Regions from separate parts of the Anser cygnoides genome. Here region 1 is linked to region 2. The links are chromatin contacts, called in public Hi-C maps. All regions are on one chromosome and are shown on one strand. Each heading gives the region's core, a stretch centred on a gene start, on an enhancer-like site or on the middle of the called end of the contact. The rest is flanking DNA. Distances are from core to core; before and after follow the strand shown.

Region 1 (4,458 bases), core at 1,947-4,446, 340 kb before region 2:
TTCTGTGCTTATCAGTTTATTGTTGTGCTCGCTGGCAATTAGTGATCCACTTCACCCCTTGCGAGCTCACATCATCACTGAGCTAACCTGACAAGATAAACTCAGTGCTTAAAATTCCATTTCCAGTCATAGAAATGTACCCCATCCTGTCATCTTTTGAGCGGACATTTTTTGAAGTTGTACGGAATACCGCCATATTAGGTTAAGCCTGGAAGGCATGCATTTAAAGGGAGAAACCCGTGTTTCTGAACAGCGTGACAGTTTATATTTTTCACATTGTAATATTTTCAAAATAACTAATGGTCCTACACACCTTACATTTGCTCAGTTTTCTTACTATTACGTTCTTCACAACCTTTTACTTTTTTCCTTATCCTTTACTGCACTTTGTGCAATTAAGTCTAGAATCAGTAAAAGGTAAAAACACTTAAATGCATATTTTACTGTAAGCTTGTACTTGGTCCTCTTGAAATGAGTGGGTATTAAGGTCTTGCCTAAGTGCTCCATTAAATCATAACCAAGATCCTTGTTCTTAGGCATTATTACTATGGGGACAGGGTATTTCACTGTGCTTGGAGAGCTTCAAAGCTCCATAGACCTTGTATCAATATGGACAAGCTAGGTTTGCTCATTGGCAGCATTTTCTTCTGGGGTAGGTTTAGAAAAAAGTCAAAAGGAAAAGAACCTGTTGAGACTTCACTGGCATGTAGATTCCTGGATGGCCACACTGGCTCAGCTGGAGACAAACCTGGTTTATAGGGCTGGGAAGTGTCACACGCTCCTAAACACATGAAAAGCAACCACTGCGACTCCCCAGTCTGAAATGCAGAACAGAAGCAACTCCCCTTGCAAAAAGAGATGTTCTTCCCCTCCACAGCATGACAGAAATGCTGCTGGGATGATAACAGCATATGGTGGGTGGTGTTTCCCAACCAGCTCACTGTCAGCCCACTCACAGGTGAGAGCTTACTGCGTGATGCTGTGCGAAAGACAGCCACCACGGCTGCCTCCCTGGCAGATAGTGGCATGGTGTTGTCCTCTGAAGCACAGACACCCACGGTGGTGACTTTTGGGCAAAAGCTGGTGAAATGAGAAAAGGAGGCCTTTGGAGAGCCTGAACGGAGGCTTAGTCACTTTTGGGGAGTGTGTGATCCAGTAGTGTTTTGTATCTAACTGAGAATTAAGGCATCATCAAAGCTCAGCGTCTGTCTGTCCCTTCTCCAAACCGGTCTTTTCCTTACACCGTTATTGCTTTTCTGTGCATTGTCCTGAACTGGAATGCTTATGAAAGACATGATATTCTTATTCCTTTCCTTCTCATCTGAATTTGCTGTATGAACCAAGTCGGCAAACACCCAAATGCTCTTAGACAAAGTCTTTCATGTAGGTAACAGTGGACTTTTTTTTTAGGAGGGCAGTCTGCCAAAGGGTGTCCAATATAAGCTTTTGTCGACAGCAGTTTTTCTACATAGAGCTGAGTTGACAGCTTTCCTTCTGGGATAATCACAATCTTCATTCTTCTGGGACAAAATTGCTTCTGACAGTATAAAACCCAGGACATCTTTGATGTAAGATCTGACTCAAACACATGAATGGTGAGACTACAGAGTCATCCCATTCAAGAGAAAAGGTTAGTGGTGGAAGTGGGATCAGAGGTGCCAGCTGAATTAATCAGACTGGTAAAGTGTAAGGAAGTATCAGTCCATAAAGCTGCCTAGTAAATCCGAGTGCACAGCGTTTGAAGGAAAGTGTCTTTGGACACTAAGCTGGGTGTCAGACCAGGAATGGGCCCTCTGTGTGCGTAGCCCTGTCCTGTTGGTATATGCATGCTGCGCTGCATTAAATATTTTGAATGAGCATTTCTCAAAAAGCCCATCTGAACCTCTTGTGCTTGTTGACACTGTGATACCCAGTGGTGTGTTGCTCTCCCTCTTTGTCCTCCTTTGGGGGTGAGGCCCCCAGGAGCTGCCGTCTGGGGTGCACCTGCAAGGTTTGGCTCTGCTCCCTCACCCTGCCCCGCGGCTGGTCTGCAGAGGGGGGTCCAACAACAGCTTCAGTTTGTCGAGATAACTCTTAATTTCACCAGGGTGGGACCAGAGGATCAAGAGGAGGATCATCCAGCAAATGTTTTGCAGGGGTCATAGTAGTAAAGTTGTAAGAAAAACATAGTAGTGCTTGCTACTATGTTTTTCTTACAACTTTTTTTCCTCCTCCTTATGAGAAAAACCACTGGGTGGCTCTGTCGGGGAGGAAGTGTGGGTGATATTTCTGTGTCTGTGACCATCACCCAGAAACTGATCTTGTGACTGAGGGAAGGCTGTGCTCCTGAAAAGCACGTCCTGCAGGAGGGAGGCCTTTTGGAGGGCTCCCTCCTCAACTCCATCCATGGGCTGGTGGCTATGTGCCACTGCTTGAGCTGCTGCGCCACAGAGTGATGACCCGGGTCCTGTGTGAGTCACTGGAGCTAAAGTTCACGTGGCTACAGTGTTTTACATGACCTGAGGTTTCAATCTGGGCATCCCGCACTGTCCGAGCTGCAGTGTCCACCACCACCATGCTGTTCTCACACCAGTCTGCTTCTGTGTTAATCTGTCCTTCCTCTTACTGCTGCCTCTTTCTGTTACTGCAGCGTGGCAAGGTGACCAAATCCTGCCTGTGCGCTGCGTGGCGTTGCACCGTGGCAGTGCCTTGCAACCCCTGCCGTGACTCCATGGAGGACGTGTTCCCGCACGCCTGGCAGTCCCAGCACCGGTGTGAAGTTAACGCAGGAACCTGGGAGGGTTTAGCTGGTGGCACAGGGCACCGCTCTCACCCTCCACGTGGATGTGAGGGCTGTGCAGCTCTCCCGTCCCGGGGGGGGCTGCAGGTTTGTTTCGGCAATGCTCGGCGGGCCGCGCGATAACCGAAGGCACGGCAGCTAACCGAGACACAGCGTGCCGTCGCGCCCAGCAGCACCCCCGCCTTAGCAGCGCGGCGAGCCTGCGTTTGAGCATCGCTTGCTGTAAAAGGCTCCGAGCATCTAAACCAGAAGCACAAAAGGCGAAGGGCTCTCTCGGCCCCCCGAGCCTTGCAGCGAAGAGCCGGCCGCAGCTCGCCAGGGGGCGGTGGAGGCCGCGAGTCCCGGGCTGGCCCTGCAGGCCGGCAGCGGCAGGGGGCCCTCGCGGCACGGCACGGCCCGGCATGGCCGGAGGCTCCCACCGCAGCCCTGCCCTCCTCCGCGTCCCCGCTCGGCGGCGCCCGGCCGCGGTGCTCGTCCTGCTCCGGGAGCAGCTGCAGATTTGGGGGGGCGCCCGCGTAGCTAAGTTAAGGGCCGCCGGGTCTCTCCGGCCACCTTGCAGAAGGAATGGAATAGCCAGCAGCTATAAGCTCCTCGGTGTATTTCAGGTTGTTTTCCGTCTTGTTTTTTTTTTTTATGCCAACTTTTCTTCGTACTCTGTGTTTAACCACATGTGCCTTAGCATCCCTGCAAATCTGCCCTAGAAAAGTAACGGAGACTGAGGAGAAGCCAGCCAGGGGAAAGCCTGCAGAAATCACTCATAGTGACAGGGCGTGCACAGGCTTCCCTATACCCATCAATATTTCTCCAGCAGGTCTTGAAGTCCTGATTTCTCAAAGAAACGTCTGCTCCTCAAGTTTCCTCAGTGCCTTTCTCTCTTATTTGCGCTGCTTCTTCGTACGTGCTCCCTGTTCTCTGCTCTCAGCAAGCACAAAGCAGCCCCTGTTCCTTGGTTCAGCACAGCATCTAAGCATGCAAGTAATTTCATCTCTATTCAGCAAAACACTTAGCCACATGCTTACCTTTAATTATGTACTTAAACCAAGGACTTGTGAACTTGCGTAATGCTCTTATTCTGGGCTCGCATTGGACAGCATAGAACTTAACAAGATGCTTAAAGTTAAATAAGTACTCAATGATTTCCTGGATCAGGACCTAAAGAGAAGATTGCTCCACCTGATATTTAAAATTAGATTGTTTAATTTCAAAGTCAGGACATTTCCCCGAAGTCACATCAATTTGCCATAAATAGTTCTGGGAGGCAGTGCCCTTGGGGTCTAATCCAGGCCCCTTTGATCAGACTCCCGTTGACGTCAGTGGATTTACATCGGGCCCTGGGTCCCCGCAGAGCAGAGGGAAGGAAGGAAGCAAGGAAGGAAGGAGGCAGCTGAGATCACACCCTGTTGCTTGACCCCCAGAGTGATGCTGATGAGAGCCCGCAAGGAAGGCTTGCGAGCCTCACCCCCCCCTTGGCTGGGAGAAGACTGCAGGAGAGCAGCAGGGTGGGAGCAGCGCTGAGCCCTACAGAAGCCAGGGTGCCTGAAAATACACACCTACTTCCTCTCTTTAAGCCCCATGCCCCAAATAAAAGATCTTAAAAGATCTCTATTTTGGTACGTGCAGACAAAACGTGCTGTGTGCTGCTTTGCTGTGCACTGCATTTGCTCCTGGAATTAGATGGT
Region 2 (4,948 bases), core at 2,413-4,912:
CTCTTTCAGAGGACCCTTCAGATCATCTACAATCAAAGACGACTGCTTGGGCTGTGTCCGGATTGTCCGGTCGGACCTGTGGCCTGAACCCGGCCTGGATGGAGGCGACCGGCCCAGCAGTCCTTGCTCTGAAGAGGCGCTGCTGTTGCTCCCAGAGCTGGCTGCGCTCCCCGTGCTCGTTGATCTGCTCAAGACCGGGGCCCTCACGTTATGCTGATGTGCCACATGTCCCACGTGACTGGGTCTGTGTTCGTAATTATTATTCACATTAATCGGTATAATTTCATGAGTCCTTTCATGCTTCTCTTGCCTTGGTGCTGTCCGCGGACCAGCTTTTTTCACCACAGATGGACCTTCGGTGTACTCGTTGCTGCCCCTGATGGCCTTGATCTGGTCCAGCGACAGGATCGTTGTTGGCTGGCTCTCTCTTTCATAGTCCAACCGCTGCCGGCTGTCCAAAGAGGGCTGCTGAATCACTACTAACGAACCACCACCGCTGCTATGTTGACTTTGGGGCTCCATCTGTAGCGATCTCTACCTCTGGCATTCAGCGGGAACCTGGCATGCATCTGAAACCCTAGAATAACAATAAGAAGTCAGAAAGTGTAAATAAACATTGCGTGTGTACATATATACATACAGACACAAGATCAAGCGCAAAAGAGGAACAAAGAACAGGATACTTTTTGAAAATAAAAGTGATATGGCAAACCACAAATTGCCCTAGCCACCTGGCGCTGATCTCTTTCAGCAGGGGATTACAACAACGCTGAGGATCTGGCCAAAGTCCAGCAATGGGGAGAACCTGGGTATGGCATCATAGGTGAGGAATGCTAAGGGAGACCCCTTGCCATTAAAATTACAATTCAGAAAGAAAATAACTATAAAAATCAGCATTAACCTGCAAGCTCACTTGGCAAGCCACAGGAACCAAGTGCTTCTCACTTGCTACCGAGCTCAATGTCTAATTAGCAATAGCAATTCTGCCTGCCCCCAAAACTAAGTTGGAAACCTTAAGGAGCAATGCCAGGCTGCGTTCTGCAGGGCAGAATAAAGAGCACGCACAATTCTCACTCTTCTGGCTTAATCTGCAGCATCAGAAAGCTAAACAGATTTGCTTGCTAGCATGCTTTGGTAAGTATCCTTTTTAAGGTGAGGTACGTGCACTATAGAGCCTTGAAATAAGCACTGTCAAGTGGATGAGAAATTCTCCGTAAGGAACTCAGCATGCAAATCTCATAAAACTAAAATAAGGGTGCAAACAGAAGCAATAAGGGTGCAAACAGAAGCCTGTTTTCAAGTATTTTCTGACCAAAGGGCAGAGTGTGAAAGAAAAACAGGTAGAATAGAATAAGATAAATTAAGTGTCAGATAAGGACTTGTTTCAAAAAAAAAAGCTAGGTACTTTTAAAAAACAGAATTAAAAAATGAAAAACAAAGAACAAATAATATTTCCCAAGATAAACTGATTAAAAGCTTCTGAAATACAAATTCTTCTATTCAGTCTTTTTAACTATTAACACACAGGTTGCCGATCTGGAAAACTGCAGTGACAGTTCTGTACCCACACGAAAACGTACATGAGACTACCTAAAAGCCAGATTTATAGAGAGAACCCATAAAACAAACTGTTTTCCTTTACCGAAAGCCCTAGACAAACTCCCTGCAAGATGTCACGTACTTTTACCTGAAGGAGCAACGAGATGAGCGCTAGGTGATCGAGCACTCCCAAAGAACCCATCCAACAACCGCGGAAACGTCTGTCTCGCCTCTCCAGCCCGCAGGTGGCACGGAGCTGTTCGCAACGCGAGCGACGCAGGCACCGTGGGCGCACGGAGAAGGACACAGCAGGACTTATCCTAGCAGGGAGTCATGCGTCTGTATCGCTCTGACCGCTGTAACAGCTTAGTACCAGCTCCTACCTATCAGGACGCAAAAGTCTCTGTGCTGATCCACCAGCCGAAGGATTCATTTTACGTTTAATGTCACCTGTGAGGGCCTCAGGGTCACAGGCTTAGGAAGAAAGCAAGAGAGAGAAGCAGAAGGAAACCGCACTCACTTCTGATTCACCCGGCACAACACGCGGCGTCCCTCCCGAGCGCTGAACGCAAACCCACAGCGCGCCAAGGCCGAACGAAGGCGCAGGAGGAGAGATTTACAGCCGCACCGGCCAGGAGCCGGGCTCCCGGGGGAAGGCAAAATAACATCCCACGGAAACGCGACGGACAGCCAGTGCCATCTTCGGGGCAAAGCGCGGCACCAGCGCCGCGCGCAGACCGCCGAGCCCGGCCGCGGGGCAGGCAGAGGGCGGCAGGGGCCGAGGGAAGCGGCGAGGAGGGCACCCCCGGCCCTCGCCGCCCCCCGGCACACGGGGCCGCATGAGGCAGGACGGGGCGAGGGACCCGGCGGCTCCGCACCGCTCCGGGGCTGGCCGAGCCCCGGCCCCGAGCTGCTGCGGCGGGCGGCGCCCCCTGCGAGCCTGGCGGGGCGCGCAGCTGACGGGGAGGAAGGAAGAGGAGGGGAAAAAAAAAAAAAAAAGGAGAAAAAAAAAGTTATGAATGAAAACAAGGGCTTCCCCCCCGCCTTCTGCGGGGGGAGGGCGCAGCCCGAGGTCGCTGCTCCCTGCGGAGGGCGGACTTCCCGGCGTTTAAAGCGCCAGCGCACGGCGGCACGGCCGCTGCCGGGGCGGGGAATCCCCGCAGACGGCTGCGGGCAGCCGGCACGGCTCTGCACGGCTCGGCACGGCTCGGCACGGCTCCTTCCCCCCCCCCAGCCCCCGCGGGGTCTGTCCGGAGCCCCACGGCCGCCGGGCACCACCGGCCGCTAAGGGCCGCCCGGGCTCTGTCAGGGCGCCGCCGCGGACCTCGCCCCCCGCCCCGCTCCGCGCCGCCCGGCACCTGCTCGCCCCGCCGCTTACAGGCGCAAAAAGCACGCCCCGAAACCAATTACCTCCTTAATGACGCCGGGAGGCGCTAATTGCGGCGGGCCGGGCTCCCAGCCCACCCCGCCGCCCCTCGGGGGTCGCCTGCCCCTCGCTCCCCCGCGGCTGCTTCCAGGGGCAGCGCTCTGCCCGGCCGCCCGAGGCGAAAAACGCACCAACAGCGATAATAAAAAGTAGCGATAGCGATAGTAAAAGCGGTAATAGCGCCGATAAAACAGCTCGCGCCTCGCCGAGGCGGCTCCGCGGCTCGCTCCCGGCACCGGCGAGGGCTGAGCGCGGCCCCGCAGCGCGGGGGGCAGCCGGGGAGCGGGGCTGCGGGGCCGGCTGCGGCCGGAGCCGTGCGGCGGGCGGCTGCCATGTGCTCGGCGCTGCCGTCGGCGGCCGGGTGACAGGCTGCGAGCCCGGCCGCCGCCTCGCCGCCAGGCGATCGGCGCCGGCCAACGCGGAGCGCCCGCGGCTGCAGCGCAGCGGCTCCGGGGCTCGCCCCGCCGCCCCCTTCCCTCTCCCTCCCTCTCCGCCCGTCCGTCCCCGCACCTGACCCGGCCCCGCAGGCGCGCAGCTTACCGGAGGGCGAGGTGAGAGCCTGCCTGCCGGGGCACATTGGCGGCCCCGGCGCGGAGTCCAGCCCGGGCAGTGCAGGCAGCCTGGCGCCGTCCCGCCGCCGCGCCGGAGTGAGCGCGGCCGCGCTCCGCCGCCTTTCAGCGCGCAGCCCCCGCCCGCCGCCCGGCCGCGCCCCCGTGATGCCGATGTGTCACCGCGCGGCGCCCCCGAAATCCCGGACTGGACTCCGCCCGCGCACGGCTCCAGCCCGCGGGGGCCGCGCCGCCCGCCCGCCCGCCTCCCGCCCCGCGTCCCTCCCGGCACGGGGCGGCCCCGCGCCTCCCTCCCGCACGGCTCGGCCCGGCCCGGCTCGGCACGGCCCGGCCCGGCTCGGCCGCGGGTGGCCGCCCCCGGCCCGGCCAGCAGGGGGAGCGGGAGCCCCGAGGGGCCCGGCCCGCACGGAGGGGGCAGGGGTGCCAGGGGCAGGGGTGTCGGGGGTGCAGGGCTGGGGCCCTGCCGGTAAGAGGGAAGCCGCTGCTCGGTGTCGAAGCTCGGCGTTGACCCGCCTGCCTTGCAGGTTCCCGTCACATGTTGATCAGTGGAGGAATCGCAGCGCTGTCCTCACAGCCCTCATTTCTGTGTATGTGCTACCTATCGCGTGGCCACAGGTCATTTAGAGGCAACTTGAAGAACGCGGGAAAAATGATATTAAAAGAAATCAGCATTTTGGGAGTTATTTCTAAGAATATGCGACGCACTGGGACATGCGAGGCTTTTTAGGACTTGGCTAACCATCCCTAAAGTCCCATGTTTATCCAAAATATTCTAACTGGCTTTTTGCAATCTCTTACAGGAAACTGAAGATCTCCCACCTTTTGTCCCAAATTAAACACACACACACACTACAAATAACTCAAAACTGCTTAAAAGGAACCTCCATCCAAGACCAAATAATCCTTACAAACAAGAAAATACCCGTGCAAAGGTATTCTACTGTGACATCCTCTGTCCACCCAGATCACACTCACTGTCCCAGTGCAATTATTTTTCATTAATCTTCACCAGCCTTGGAAAGAAAATAGCCAAACTACATTTTCCATTTCCATCACTATACAAAAAAAAAAAATTTCAACAATGTATTTCTCCATGAAATAAATACAGATGAACTATCAATTCTGATATATCATTCTGTTGTATCATCTGATACAGACGAACTATCAATCATACAGATGAACTTCCCATCACAGAGGCTTCAAGTGACAAACATGGCCATAAAATATGCCAGTTCATCATTAATTTTGCAAGGGGGATTAGAAAATGTGATTTCTCACCAAAAGCACTCTCAGACACACCACAAGCAGAAAGCAAAAAAGTAACTTCTGGAATTTCTGAAACCCACCTGAACCCTTTGGAACCTACCACTCTTCCAACTAACAGTAATTCCTACTGAAGAACAAAAATAACCAG

The links. A called contact is a pair of places that touch in the nucleus more often than the background predicts.
Region 1: a contact with region 2 is called in a Hi-C map of granulosa cells, with 3 times the contacts expected there. The contact joins the enhancer-like site here to the promoter of SPRY1 in region 2. A contact is called at or near these places in 4 of 7 Hi-C or Micro-C datasets (granulosa cells and liver).

The regions. Positions count from the first base shown.
Region 1 is chr4:35,117,234-35,121,691 of Taihu_goose_T2T_genome, reverse strand. The region is part of intron 2 of LOC125184567 (a long non-coding RNA gene); the gene reads left to right. The region is part of intron 1 of LOC125184565 (a long non-coding RNA gene); the gene reads left to right. Among named protein-coding and RNA genes, the nearest start is that of ANKRD50, 180 kb to the left of the region's middle. Within about 2 kb of position 3,196, at least 2 of the 3 cell types and tissues checked have open chromatin away from gene starts, as enhancers often do.
Region 2 is chr4:34,777,894-34,782,841 of Taihu_goose_T2T_genome, reverse strand. SPRY1 (sprouty RTK signaling antagonist 1) reads right to left here and starts at 3,662. Exons shown (of 2, transcript XM_066995968.1): 1 at 3,506-3,662; 2 at 1-577. The coding sequence starts at 522.